2 separate regions of the Mus musculus genome follow, and region 2 is linked to region 1. Evidence: chromatin contacts called from public ChIA-PET data. All regions are on one chromosome and are shown on one strand. The core of a region is the stretch at or near the end of the contact, and the rest is flanking DNA. Distances in the headings are between cores, read along the strand shown.

Region 1 (6,524 bases), core at 2,708-5,207:
CTGGCTAAAGAATTTTTTTAAAAATCATGATACATCTGATGGAATACTAATTAGCAATAAAAAGAAATGAACTATTAATACACTTTAAAACACAATCTCGCCAGGCGGTGGTGGCGCACACCTTTAATCCCAGCACTTGAGAGGCAGAGGCAGGCGGATTTCTGAGTTCGAGGCCGGCCTGGTCTACAGAGTGAGTTCCAGGACAGCCAGGGCTACACAGAGAAACCCTGTCTCAAAAAACCAAAAAAAAAAAAAAAAAAAAAACCACAATCTCAAAAGTATTATGCACCTGGTAGCAGTGAAGCATGTCTTTAATCCTAGCAGTAGAGAGGCAAAGGCAGGCATATCTCTGAGGCTGAGGCCAGCCTCTTCTACAGAGTGAGTTTCAGAGTGGCCAGGGCTACATATTGAATCCCCGTCTCAAAAAAACAAAAACAAAAGACCTAAATAAATAAGATAATAAATTTAAAGTGGCTGGTCAGTGATGGCAAGCCCCTCTCTCTCTCTCTCTCTCTCTCTCTCTCTCTCTCTCTCTCTCTCTCTCTCTCTCTCTCTTTAAGGTTTATTTACTTTATTTATTTGAGTACACTGTAGTTGTCTTCAGACACACCAGAAGAGGGCATTGATCCCATTACATGGTTGTGAGCCACCATGTGGTTGCTGGGAGTTGAACTCAGGACCTCTGAAAGGGCAGTCGATGCTCTTAGTAGCTGAGACATTTCTCCAACCCAATGGCAAACACCTTTTAATCCCAGCACTTAGAAGGCAGAGGCAGGCAGACCTCTAAATTTGAGGCCAACCAGGTCTACAGAGTGAGTTCCAGGACAGCCAGATATACACAGAGAAATCCTATCTTCAAAACAAAAAGCGCGGGACGTGGTGGCGCATACCTTTAATCCCAGCACTCGGGAGGCAGAGGCAGGTGGATTTCTGAGTTCGAGGCCAGCCTGGTCTACAAAGTGAGTTCCAGGACAGCCAAGGCTATATAGAGAAATCCTGTCTCAAAAAACCAAACCCAAAAAAACCAAAAAAACAAAACAAAAACAAAAAGCATATGCCGGGCGGTGGTGACACACGCCTTTAATCCCAGCACTTGGGAGGCAGAGGCAGATGGATTTCTGAGTTCGAGGCCAGCCTGGTCTACAAAGTGAGTTCCAGGACAGCCAGGACTATATAGAGAAACCCTGCCTGGAAAAACCAAAAAAAGAAAGAAGAAAGGAAAGGAAGGAAGGAAGAGAAAAGAAGAGAAAAGGAAAAAGAAAAAGAATAAGGCATCCTTCACATCCTAAAGTTTTCTCTCTATCACTGAGGCACATTTCTAGCCCTTAGGTTGTTTTTAAAAACAAAGGTAGCAATTCTACCACATACAAAATCACAAAACAACTTAACAAATTGACAAAGAACATGGGAAGAATGAGCCACTTCAGTCTAAAATAATCACAAATAACTACCTAAAACCATGCATTCCAGACTAAAAATAGACTACTTCTCCTTGAGTCCTCCCACCCCCATGAAATATACTGTTAAAGCCAGGCAGGGTGGAGCATGCCTTTAAACCCCAGCACTTCAGAGGCAGAGGCAGGCAGGTCACTAGTCTACATAGAGAATTCCAGGATAGCCAGAGCTACACAGTGACATGGCAGATTAGATAGATAGATAGATAGATAGATAGATAGATAGATAGATAGATAGATAGATAGACAGACAGACAGACAGACAGACATGGCAGATTAGATAGACAGACAGATGATAGTATAGAAATTTAAAGAAGACTAAAATGGTGTCTTTCATTATCATAAACCTGTTTCTTCAATTTAGAAAGCATAAGTTCTAGTTCTACCTAAAGTTTTGATTTCAATGATCAAAGCCAATCAACTGATTTACTTGCTTCATTTTTTAGGGTAGCCAAAGAATATGATGATCAATCAGGTCAAAGATAAGTTTCTTCAAAAGAACATAAAGAGGAAAGGTCTCAGGTGGATGTGTCTGTATCCTCTGCTGTGGGGAAACTGAGGCAGAGGCTCCCTTAGACAGCCCAAGCAACACAGCAAGAACTGTGGAACAAAGAAGTGAGGAAGAGAAAAAAAAGAGAAAGAAGGGGAGAAGGGTGAGGAAGGAAGAGGAGGGAAAAGGTCTAGTCTAAGCTCTCCCAGTTAGGAAATCTTCTATCTATCTCAGGGGGAAGAACATATACAACTGTATAGTAACACACCACAGAGATGACTTAGACCAAATAGATTAAATTACCTAATAGCTATCAAGCACAAGTGTCATTTTGAAGATTAAAATGAAGGCATTTGATACCACTAGGTCACCATGTCTAAGGATGGTTTTCAAAGCATGAAAACACCCGAAGCATGAAAGCTTTTCCAAAGAGACTGCATTTTCTTGCCAGCAGTTACCTCATAGCTCCGCATAATGAAAGGCCAGTGAAGTTTCTTTACAAGTTATTTACTAAATGCTTTACAGAGGACAAAGCTAGGCTGGAACACTTTGGAATCCGATGCGGAAGAAGAGTTCAAAAAACACTTGGGCAGGTCAAACATTTCTTCAGTAGAACTTCTACTACACGTTTGTCACTCCCTAGCAATGCTGCTCCAGGCTGTGGTTTGGTTTGGTTCTGCAGGTCCTTTCCAACAAAATCCTTTTACATAGATTTGCTGGGTGTGCACACTGGACCGGGCCTGAGAGCTACTCCAAGCCAACCTTTTGCAGCGGAAGGAAAAGGCAACCCAGTGGGTGTCCCTCGGCCGGGCAGCAGAACAGAGCAGAGCTTCACATCTGCTTCTCAAAACACTCAGCCCGCTGCTTCCGAACAGATTTAGCTTTGCCAAGGACGGGAAGCTACTCCTTGATAAAGGCAGCGGCTCTGGAGCAGAGAACTACTCTTGTGAGTGCGGGAACTACGGGGGCCCACAAGGATCTCTCCACGGGGCACTTAGTTTTGGCAGTTGTCATTAAACTTAGTCCCCTTTTAAAGGGCGCTCCGCTCGACCCGATTGGATCCTATTAATCTGCACCTAGGTCTGACTGGCAGGCTCAGACCCTGCCCGACGTTAAGAGGAGAGTTGTGTTCAACCGCGCACTGGCCGCAGCAGCGCACGGACGGGTAATGCTCAGCCGACCGTAAGGACAGCGCGCAGGCCGCACGCGCGCCGCAGGACAGGGCTGCGCCTTGACCCCTGCCTGGAGCATCTGGGCTGGATCCCCCTGCTACCACCCTGAGGGTCTGCCACCCTGCAGCGCAGTCCACTCACGTTTTCAGTGTCTCGTTCATTCACCGTTGGCAAAGGGGTCCTAGTGGACATCTTATTGCGCTTTGATTCCGCACAACGCCAAGGCGAAAACAAAACCGCCCAGCTTTGGGCGGCCGGCGAGCAGCGGCCGCGAGCCTCCGGGCCCTGCCCTCCCTGGCCGGAGTCTAGATCTCCGGCCTGGCCCGGGCCGTGCGCCCGCGGGCCCCGGGGCTCATTCTCCCCCAGCGCCGGCGGCCGCACTGGAAGCGGGCCGGCTGGCCGCCGCCGCAAGCCTCAGGGCACCTCACGGGCCTCGCGGGCCCCGCGCCTCCTCGCCGCTCGCAGCCGCAGCGCCGCGGAGCTCAGCCCCGGGGGCTCGACACGGCGCGGCCGGCAGCCCCTGAAGAGGCAGCAGCGCAGGAGGATGGAGCGGAGATGGAGCGCAAGACAGGCCGCCGCGGCCTGCAGGCGCCGACCATGGAGGGAGCCGCGGAGGAGGCGCCCACGCCCGGCTGCTTTCCCTTCTCCGGCTCGCTTTCCGCCCGGCCTCGCCCTGCCGGCTGCCACCGCCGCTCCCGGCACCTCAGGAGCCTTACAGACTCAAGATGGCCGCGCCTCGGCTTCCTCCGCTGCCTCCGGCTGCCGGAAGTGACGCTACGGCCGCCTGGAGTTCCGCCAATCAGCGCGGTCGGAGCTAGCTGCCGGCTGCTGTTGCTAGGGGCGACTCGTCCTGTTGGGTCTGAGGGGGTGGTGCCGTCGGAAAGGTCTTGCTTGGTCTCCTCTCTAGCGGGCGGAGAGTTCCAATGGTCCAGATTGCCTGGGCATCCCTGACCCCTCCGGACCACTTCCCTAGAGGGCATCCTGTGCCCGACTGCTGGGCTGGCATTTGCAGAGTACAGATCTAGGCTGTCTGGATTATACTACACATGAAGAGCCTACTGTTTGCAAAAATTGACTTTTCTTTCCCGCGGCCACGCTGCAAAGGATGGAGCTCCAGCAGCGAAGCAGCAGTCACTGGTCTAGCTGAAGAGGAAGGAGCCAGGCTCCTGCTTCGTAACCGAGGCATCTAGCATCCAGCCAAAGAACTTTTTTGCCTCTGACTAAGGAGCCACTGGTTATCGGAGCCGGCTCAATTGAATACCCATTCGGATGAAAGAGTGAAGTATAAAATAACAAGGTAGCACAAAAAGCTGGGAAGAGGGACTCGATGAGATCACGTAGACGCCCCCAGGATCAGATCCTAAATGCCGGTAGGGGCTTATATAATCAATATTTCTCTGTCTCTTCCTCTCCCTTTCGTTCTCTCACTCCCTCTATCCCTCACTTTTCCCCTCTGTCCCTTTCTCCTTCCTCCTCTCTCGCCTCTCCCTCTCTTACTTCAGTCTTCTGAAGAGCGATATTGCTACAGGCTTGGACCAGGGAGTGACCTGCAGGTGGAACTCTGAATATGCTGCCTCTTCTAGAAGGCCTGCTCAGCGTGTCACCTCTTTATGTCTTCTAAGGAGAGAATCCATTGGTAGAGGAGGGAGGGCTATGTGAGCCGGGGTAAGACAAACTGTTACTAATAGTCCACCTTGTGCCGGTTATTCATTAAGCCTCAGTGTAGCCGCATAAGATGCTCAGGCACAGCACGTGACCTAAAGTCTGGGTAAGTTGGTTACTTTACCCAGGCCATCGGTGGTGTTGGTTATAGAAGGATCTGAACCCCATTCCTACAGCTTTAGAAATGGCTAAACTTGTGAGTGACTAAACTTTGCTTTCTTTCCTTCTTATGTTTTGTTTGCTTGCTTTGGTTCTGCCCCCCCAACACCCCGATATCCTGGTGTATCCTGCTTTGTGAAACAACAGATCTTCAAACACCAGCATCACATCCAGAGAGGCCAGAGGGTCCCAAGACAAAACAAGCCGGGGCCAAGACGCACTCAGAGCTCCTATCTCACCCTCTTAGGGGTGTGCTCGGGGCACCAGATGGGTTATTAAATGTTATTCTCTTTCTCCCTTTTTGGTTAAGCAGAGGACTGCAGAGGAAAGCCTCTGAATCAAATGTTTGCTCCACACAGTTCAACTGAAATGTAGGTTGTGATGAGTGGACACGTGCTCCACAGCTAAGAGACCAACCGAGGGCATCCTATCCCACTCGTGGGTCTAAGGGGAGACTTACAGAAGGCATACTTACTCTGAAGATGGAATGATAGCTGAAGAGACAGAGTGATGCCTAGGGCCTGTCAGACACCCAGTTTAGCCTAATACAGAAAAGCACGGAGGTGAGAAACAACAGGGTGAATCCAAGGAAATTCAACAGGAGCATGTGAGAGGCAGGAGCCAGGGAGAGTTAGACATGGCCCGAAACAAGTTCTCCCCTCCACCCTGAGGAATTCTGGTGCTTCAGCACTGGCTCCTGAAGAATTGGGGAAACTTCCCAGAAGGTTGTCAGCCTCTCTCCGGCAGGAGCTTTACAGAGGTCTGTGGACACTTCAGAGCACCCACACGGGCCAGAGAAGTAACTGGTCACGAGGCTTCCCCCAGGGGGACTTCCTCACTCAAGCGACACATTAAACTCTGAGTCAATGAATGCCAGAGGTTAGGGGTAAAGATGACAGCACTTCACCTCAAGCTACCTCCTAGTTTTCATAAAGTTTGGAATTGAAGCTGACGAGATGTAGACTCACCGTAAAGAGCTGGAAGCAGCAAGCATATCTGTGGCCCATGAAAAGGGAGAGGGGGACCAGGAGGGCATGGGCTGGAGAAGGACGAGGTTGTGTCCAGAGGAATGGAGCAATTAAACTTTAAACTATTCTTTTCATAATTCTTGTTTCTGGCTTGATTTCCCGCCCCCTTATTATTATTTTTTTAGACAGTCTTGCAGCGTAGCTCAGGCTCAAGCCAATTCTCTCCCCCACCGGCCCTTTATTATTTATTTTTAGACAGTCTTGCTGCGCAGCTCAGGCTGGCCTTCAGTTCCTACCCTGCCTCAGCCTTCCTGAGGCCGAAAGTGCAAGTGTACACCCCGCATGCCCAGTCTGTTTCCTGTCCTCCTACTGAAGCAGTTCCTACCTTGAGCATCGTAACAACAAACCCACTGCAAGTCAGAAATGCACCCAGGGCTGGGGAGATGGCTCAGCGGTTAAAGGTCTCGGTGCTCAAGCAAAAGATTGGATCTCCCAAATCCACGTAAACTCCAGGTGGGCACAGCAGCTCGCTTGTGTCCCAGCGGTTGAAAGACAGGGTCTCTCCTTGCTCTGGAGCTCCCCACAGATTGGCTGGCTGTGCAGCCGGCCCCAGAGATCT
Region 2 (6,524 bases), core at 2,607-5,106, 330 kb before region 1:
TCTACTAGAAGTAATCCAGAGCTCCTGATCCGGTGAGAGCCCTTGTCTCAGAAAACAAGATGGAAGACTAGAGAGACTGCTCAGCAGTGAAGAGCTCTTCCAGAGGACCTGGGTTCAAGTCGAAGCACCCACCAGATGGCTCACAACCATGTGTAACATGTGTAACTCCAGTTCTGAGGATCTCGTGCCCTCTTCTGGTCCCCACGGGCACAGACACACATGTGGTGCACAGACATACATGGAGCAAAACCGCCCATGCACATAAAATAAAGCTTAAAAATAATCAGAAACAATAAGGTGGGGAGAGCAACTAAGGCTGGTACCAGCATCACCCATGGGACTTCACCGGCACACATACCACATGCGCACACACAAACACATACACACCCTCAGAAGAATAATGATAATTAGAGGAAACCCGGCAGGAAAAGTCTACAGAGGGCCACACCCTACACATGGTTTCACTGAAGGCTCTTTTCCTTTAAGGTGGTGCAAGGGAGATGAGAGTTCGGTCGAAACCATATTTCGCATTTTGGACTTTGATCTTTGTGTGGGCAATTAGTGTGGGGTTCAATACGCTGTGGTGACTCTGGATGGCAGGAGAGTCGTAACTCCCAGTCAACTGTGTGATCGATCGCTCACCAGGAAATGGTACTCTGGGGTTCTATGGATTACTGCTGAGGTGATAGCTTGCAGGTACGCTCACTACACCTTCCACGCACAACATGTTCCATGTCAGTCTGCTTATTGGAACACAAGCCCTGTACGCGTGAGGGCGGCTGCAAAGGCGTTGTAAATATTTAGCTCTAAGACTGTTCTGAAGATAAGACTTATTATAAAACAAAAGTCACCTAATTGTGCCAAGTCCGACTTATATCTGTCCCTGGTGTTCCGGGTTTCTATTCCCACTTGCAGGCATTCCTGTATTCTGTGGAACCTTGCCTGAATTTCATTATGCAAATATGAGTATATGCTAATTTTCTTCAAGGGCATTTTAATTTGCTTTGAAGGATACTTAACCATTTTTAGTATACAATACTAGAAAGGCACATAACAGAGGAGAGTACACACGCCCCACAGACTCCTCATCCCGACGTAAGACTACTGAAGATTTACCAGTCACAGCTCAGCCGTGCCTCACTTCTCTCTGGCACCAACTCTCTTCTAGACCTCTCACACAATCTGGGCATCTTATAAACCCTAATGCCTGCATTCCACCACTAATGTGATTCTGGTGAACCCTGGTGTAGACGATGGGAGATGCTAAAGGGATTATGGTGAATCTGTGTCTGTGTTCAGGAGTTGTGGGAAATGGTTGCAGCTTGGTGGATGCTAAAGTCAGGGATGGGGTGGGGAGGCAATTATAAATGTCTTTTTTGAGGCACAAGAAGATGGGGCCTGAATATGATGTGACCTTTGGGATGGAAAGAACCTGCTGGCCAGCCTGGCCTGGTAAGTACTACCTAGAGGCAATTCTGGAAGACACATGGGGCATCACTGAAGAGCCAGGCAGCTGCCATTCTGTACCCATAAGTTCTGCAGGTTAAGAGTAAGAGGCTTGAGAGATGGCTCAGTGGTTAAGGGTAATTGCTGCTTTTCTAGAGAACTGAGAAGGTTCCCAGCACTCAGGTTAGGCCGCTCAAGTGCCGCCTGTCACTTCAGCTCCAGGCAGCTAAAGCCTCCAGATGCATGTGTGCATCAATACACATAGACCTTAGAGATGAAATAAATGCATGTATGCATCAATACACACAGACTTTATAGATGAAATAAATGCATGTTTGCATCAATAGACACAGACCATATACATACATAAAAAAAATTGTATTTGTTTCTATGTATATGTCTGTGTGCCACGTGTGTGTGCCCGTTTGAAGAGGACAAGAGAGGATGTAATTCCCTGGAACTGGAGTTACACAGAATTGTGAGCAGCCATGTGGGTTCTGGGGATCAAATCTGTGGAAGAGCAGTCAGTGCTCTTGGCACTGAGTCATCTCTCCAGTTCCCCTAAAACCTCTTCTTCTCCTCCCCCCGCCTCCGGTAAGATCTTGTAGTGAAGGTCCTCTCAGGAGAGTGGGTGACATTTTTCTGGGCTTGTCTTTTGTTGGGCACAAGCATCTATCCCTTTACAGCTCAGGGACATTAGTGCATCAGGACTGGAAGGCCCCAGAGACGATGGAATCTAAGCCTGCTTCTGCTTCAGATGGGAAATGCAAGGCTCAGAGAAACATTATGAGCTGCCTGAGACCTCGCAGGAAATGAAGCAGAGCTGGAACTGGGACCCAGGTCTCTTGACATCTGATTGAAACCACTCAATCCTGTTCCCAGAAAGGGTGTGTCACTGACCATTCATGGTCCACATGTATTCAGTCTTAAAACCCTAGGGACATTTTTACACCAAACCTGCTTGCTAACGATAACGTAACTACAGAATTCACAGGGCAGCTGGCACGTGTCACAAACTGCTCGAAGTATTCATACATCACACCTGAGAGAGAGGTACTATTATCCTACCACATCCTATGACAGATATGAGCTCGCTGAAGATCACACAGCGAGGGTGTGTCAGCAGTGGTGTGGAACCAAGTCTGTTCAACTGGAAAGTCCACGCTCTCAATCACTAACCCCCATGGCCTCTTAAGCTCAGGTGTGGCTGCCCATAAGGGGGCTGGTGTAACTCTGGCCTCCTCCCTCTCTCTGCCCCGACTTAGCAGCAGCCTCCCGCCACTCAGAGAACCAGACAGGCTATAAACTGCCCCTGATCAACATCTGCTGCCCTCTCCAGGGGTTGGGTACTTCCCAAGGTGATCTACCCTTTCTGTGTTTGGGGTCATCCAGCTGTCTTCATGTTTCTGGAATCTCATGGAAGTTTAAGCCCGGTGCAGCTCATCAGCCGTTGTGTCTCATCTGTCAGAGTTCAGGCAAATGGCACAATGTGGAGTACTCAGAAAGGGTGCCTGCCCACCCGGCAGCCTCTGCTGAGGGTCTGCTCTGGGGCCTGCTCTACCCTCTGTCACTCAGGCTCCCTAGTTGGAGGGAAAAATGACACAGGAGACAGCATTCTAAGGACAGACCTGGACCCTGAAGGTACAGATTGGACTCTGCCCTGGGACGTTCCAGCTGGATCTCCAAGGATACTGACACAGGTGGGGATGGGTCCTTCGGTCTTGGGATGGATCGTGTGAAGGGCTGAGGCTGAGAGCCTGTATGTCCTGTCCAGGAAGGCTTCAATGGCTCAGCCCGCGGTGGAAGCGGGGGCAGAGTCCCAGGTCTCTGGGGCCCGGGACACTGAGCGGTATGCAATCGGCTGATGCAGACACATCGGGGACACCCTGTGCCCGCCTGATAGGATCCGGCCTGTAGCCTCGCATAGCGCTGGACACCTAGGGTATATGTTACGGTCAGAGTTGGTCTGTGGCCAGCTCGCCACTGGCCTCTCGGACCTGAGAGGTTCGAGTCTCCACCGGTCGCGACTGTGGGCCGGACCCAGCCGCCCTTTCCTCTCTGTCCTTTGCTTCCTATTCGTCCGAGGTGACCCTGAGCCGAAGTCTCGCAGACACAAGGTTCGGAGGTCCCTGGGCGCCCCAACGCCCCCTTTGCTGGTATGCAGGAGGAGGGGCGGGGTCGGCGTCCGCAGCGCGCCCCTCCCCCGCCGCCGAGAGCGCAGACGCGCACGAGCGCGCTCTCACCTGGCCGCGGCGGAGAAGCCCCGCCCTCTTATCCCGCCTACCCCCACCGGACCAATCATAGGTGGCGTAGGCGGGTGGGGGAGCGACGCGTGGGGCGGGGCCTCCGCAGCCTGCGGGGTGAGCCGAGTGGGTGGCGGAAGGCGGCCGGCTTCGGCAGAGGCGGTGGCGGCGGCTGAGGGACGGCGACGCGGCACGCGGGGCGGCGCGACAGGACGAGCGAGGGCTGCGCGGCTCTCCGCAGCTGCCGCCTCGCCGCAGCCGGGCCGCAGGGCGCCGCAGCGGGTGCGAGGCCTGTGAGGCGGCCGGAGCGGCGTCCTGTCAGGCGGCGCGGGCGCGGCGGACGGCGCCGCGATGATGCCGGTGGGTGCGGGCGGCGGCGCCTCGTTCCCCGGCCCCCGCGCGAGGCGGGCCCGGCAGGGAGGAAGCGGCGGGCGGGCGTGCAGGGCGAGCGAGCGCAGGGGCAGGTGGGGGCGGCGGCTGTCAGCGGGCGGGCGAGAGAGCGAGCGTGGGCGGGGTCGCCGACAGGGCGAGCGGCCTCCGCAGGGCTGCGGGCTGCGCGGGGCTGCGGCGTGTACGGCCCCTCCCGGCCAGCGACCGGTGCCTCGATTTCCTCGGCGAGGGCACCCGGGTGCGGTGTTCGCACGCTCGGAATATGTGTTTCCCCTGCACTGGGAGGAACGCATGCCGTGCGTGGATTCAGAGAGCCATCTTAGGAATCCCCTTGCCGAGGCTTCTCCGTGGGTACATTTGCTCCACCTGGCGTGATGTCCCTATGTCCTTAAGGTTGAGCCGGTTGTGTGTCACTCGAGCCTTTGTCCTGCTCTTAAGGATGCTTTTGGCCAGGAAGACCTTCGTTTTGGGGGTTGCCACCTTCTTTGCCTTTTCCTTTACCTGCGTGCGGTACAAGCAGCAGTGGATGCTGAATTCTCTCCTTTTTTAAATAGGCTTTTTGTGAAGTGTATACGTCGTAATTAATGGGAAAAAACGTGACATAGATTGTACCCAGTTGGGCGTGTTGTTTTTAGAGTGTCTATTGAGTAAAAAAATCTCAGACTAATAAAATAACACACAATCTATTTTTTTTTTTTTGTTCGCTTGTTTTAGAAGTGCTGGGGGTCAAACCTGGGCTTTGCAGGACTAGGCCAGTGTTTCTATCACTGAGTTTATATATCCCAGATCCACAGAAAAAAAAAATTGAAGCCTACGTGGAAAGATCACGTTTCAGAGGGGAAATATGTCTCTGCATTTTTACTTGAATACTGTCGTTCTGCTATGCTGCACCCAAGCTCATTAGTTTACAAACCACCACCCCTTCAAATAATTTCCTGTTTCTTGATAATCTCTTCTCCCTCCTTTTGAACTGATTCCAACCCCTGGTGTTGGTGGAGTTTTAAGATTTAACCTACTTGATCCTTAAATCCTTTGGTGTTAGGCTTGTTGAATGCTAAGCATGTTTTTAAACGATTGCCTTGTAATGGAAAGAGCACTAAGTGGGCGTCAGAAGAGCTGGGGTCAAATAATTGTTCTGGTACCTCTTCATATTGTGTCCTTGACAGAGTTGAGACTGAATTCCCTCTAAAATAGGGATAAGAACATATCAGTATTTGAAGTACCATCATGAAGATCAGTCAGGACGCTTTTCAGAATTGTTGAGCAGAATGCCATACCACATTTTAAATATAGCTTTGGGGTTTCAGTTTGAGATTCTAATCTTTACAAGATACACTTTATTTCTTCCCTTTTCTTACTGGCTCCATGTTGAAAAGGTATTGTGGTGTTTTGGAACGTTGCAGTTAAGTCCTGGTAGTTGCGGTGATAATGCAGTCACACTACAGTAATATTGAAGATTATCAAATGTTTGGCAGGTTTTATCCCTCATTGTGTAGTGTTTAATTATAAATGCTCTGTTAGGAAACTTGTATTACTTTTCCATGTGTTAGCGCAGACATTTTTACTTCTATCCATGCCGTTGAAGGATAACAAATTTTGTTTTTAAAATGTTTAGTCTGAAAATGGGATGTTTACTTTAAAAACTCAAATAGTGCTTTTTAAAGCTGATCTTATATTAGTTTAACACTGCTTTTTTTTTAAAGATACTTTGAGAAACCGATGGTGTTTTTCTTAATCCCTTTTTGTGTTTTATTTTTGTATTTTCTTCTTTATCTCTAAAGATACTACTTGTATGGTTGAGTCCTTCCTCTGTTAACACAGGTTGGAGGTACTTGTAAATTTAATACAACTTTTAACAACACATCTTTCCTTCTTCATAATATCTTATACCATGTATCCAAAGTGTAAATGTGATTTTTCTGGCTTTATTGTATATTTGGTGTTGATCATCACAGTGAATCATCAAAGGAAGACTGGTTCTTATGCTGTGGTTGTTCAAAGCAGTAGGACTGTCAGAATTTAATAACATTAGGATCAAATGCAATATAAAATACCTTAGGTACTATAAAAGTAAACAAAGCCAAGTAGTTCTCTACATACCTTTTTGTTAGCTGTGCTTATCTGAATTATACTTTTTAAATTACATGTATTTGTTGTATGTGCACAGTACCCACCATTAAGTATGCAGATCAGAAGATAACTTATAGAGGAAGGCTCTCCCCTTCCACCGGGTGGGTCTCTGGGATCAAACTCAGGTTGTCAGGTTTGATAGCAGTGCCTTCACCCACTGGGCCATTTCCTCACTGTGAGGTCACCTGAACTATAATTATAAAAAGTGATCCCTTAAGTCATCAATGTGATGGTGGACTGTTTTGTTGTTGTTTTTCAAGATACGGCTTTTTTGTGTAGCCTCTGCTATCCTTTATAGATTAGGCTAGCCTCTAA

What was found. ChIA-PET counts read pairs in DNA pulled down with a chosen protein or histone mark.
Region 2: an RNA polymerase II ChIA-PET map of effector CD8 T cells shows a contact between it and region 1, with 20 read pairs. The contact joins the promoter of Ppp1r13b here to the promoter of 2810029C07Rik in region 1. A contact is called at or near these places in 1 of 39 promoter capture datasets (pre-B cells), 3 of 115 datasets of contacts at active chromatin or transcription factors (effector CD8 T cells, memory CD8 T cells and pancreatic cancer cells) and 3 of 9 other capture datasets (adipose tissue, liver and pancreatic islet).

The regions. Positions count from the first base shown.
Region 1 is chr12:111,571,835-111,578,358 of GRCm38.p6, reverse strand. It overlaps 2810029C07Rik (RIKEN cDNA 2810029C07 gene), which reads left to right and starts at 3,957. Exons shown (of 2, transcript NR_045295.1): 1 at 3,957-4,486; 2 at 4,619-6,042. It overlaps Mark3 (MAP/microtubule affinity regulating kinase 3), which reads right to left and starts at 3,838. Exons shown (of 18, transcript NM_001370744.1): 1 at 3,258-3,838. The coding sequence starts at 3,308.
Region 2 is chr12:111,905,387-111,911,910 of GRCm38.p6, reverse strand. Ppp1r13b (protein phosphatase 1, regulatory subunit 13B) reads left to right here and starts at 3,856. Exons shown (of 17, transcript NM_011625.1): 1 at 3,856-4,049. The coding sequence starts at 4,041. Gm51962 (a long non-coding RNA gene) reads left to right here. Exons shown (of 4, transcript XR_003950155.1): 4 at 1,382-1,422.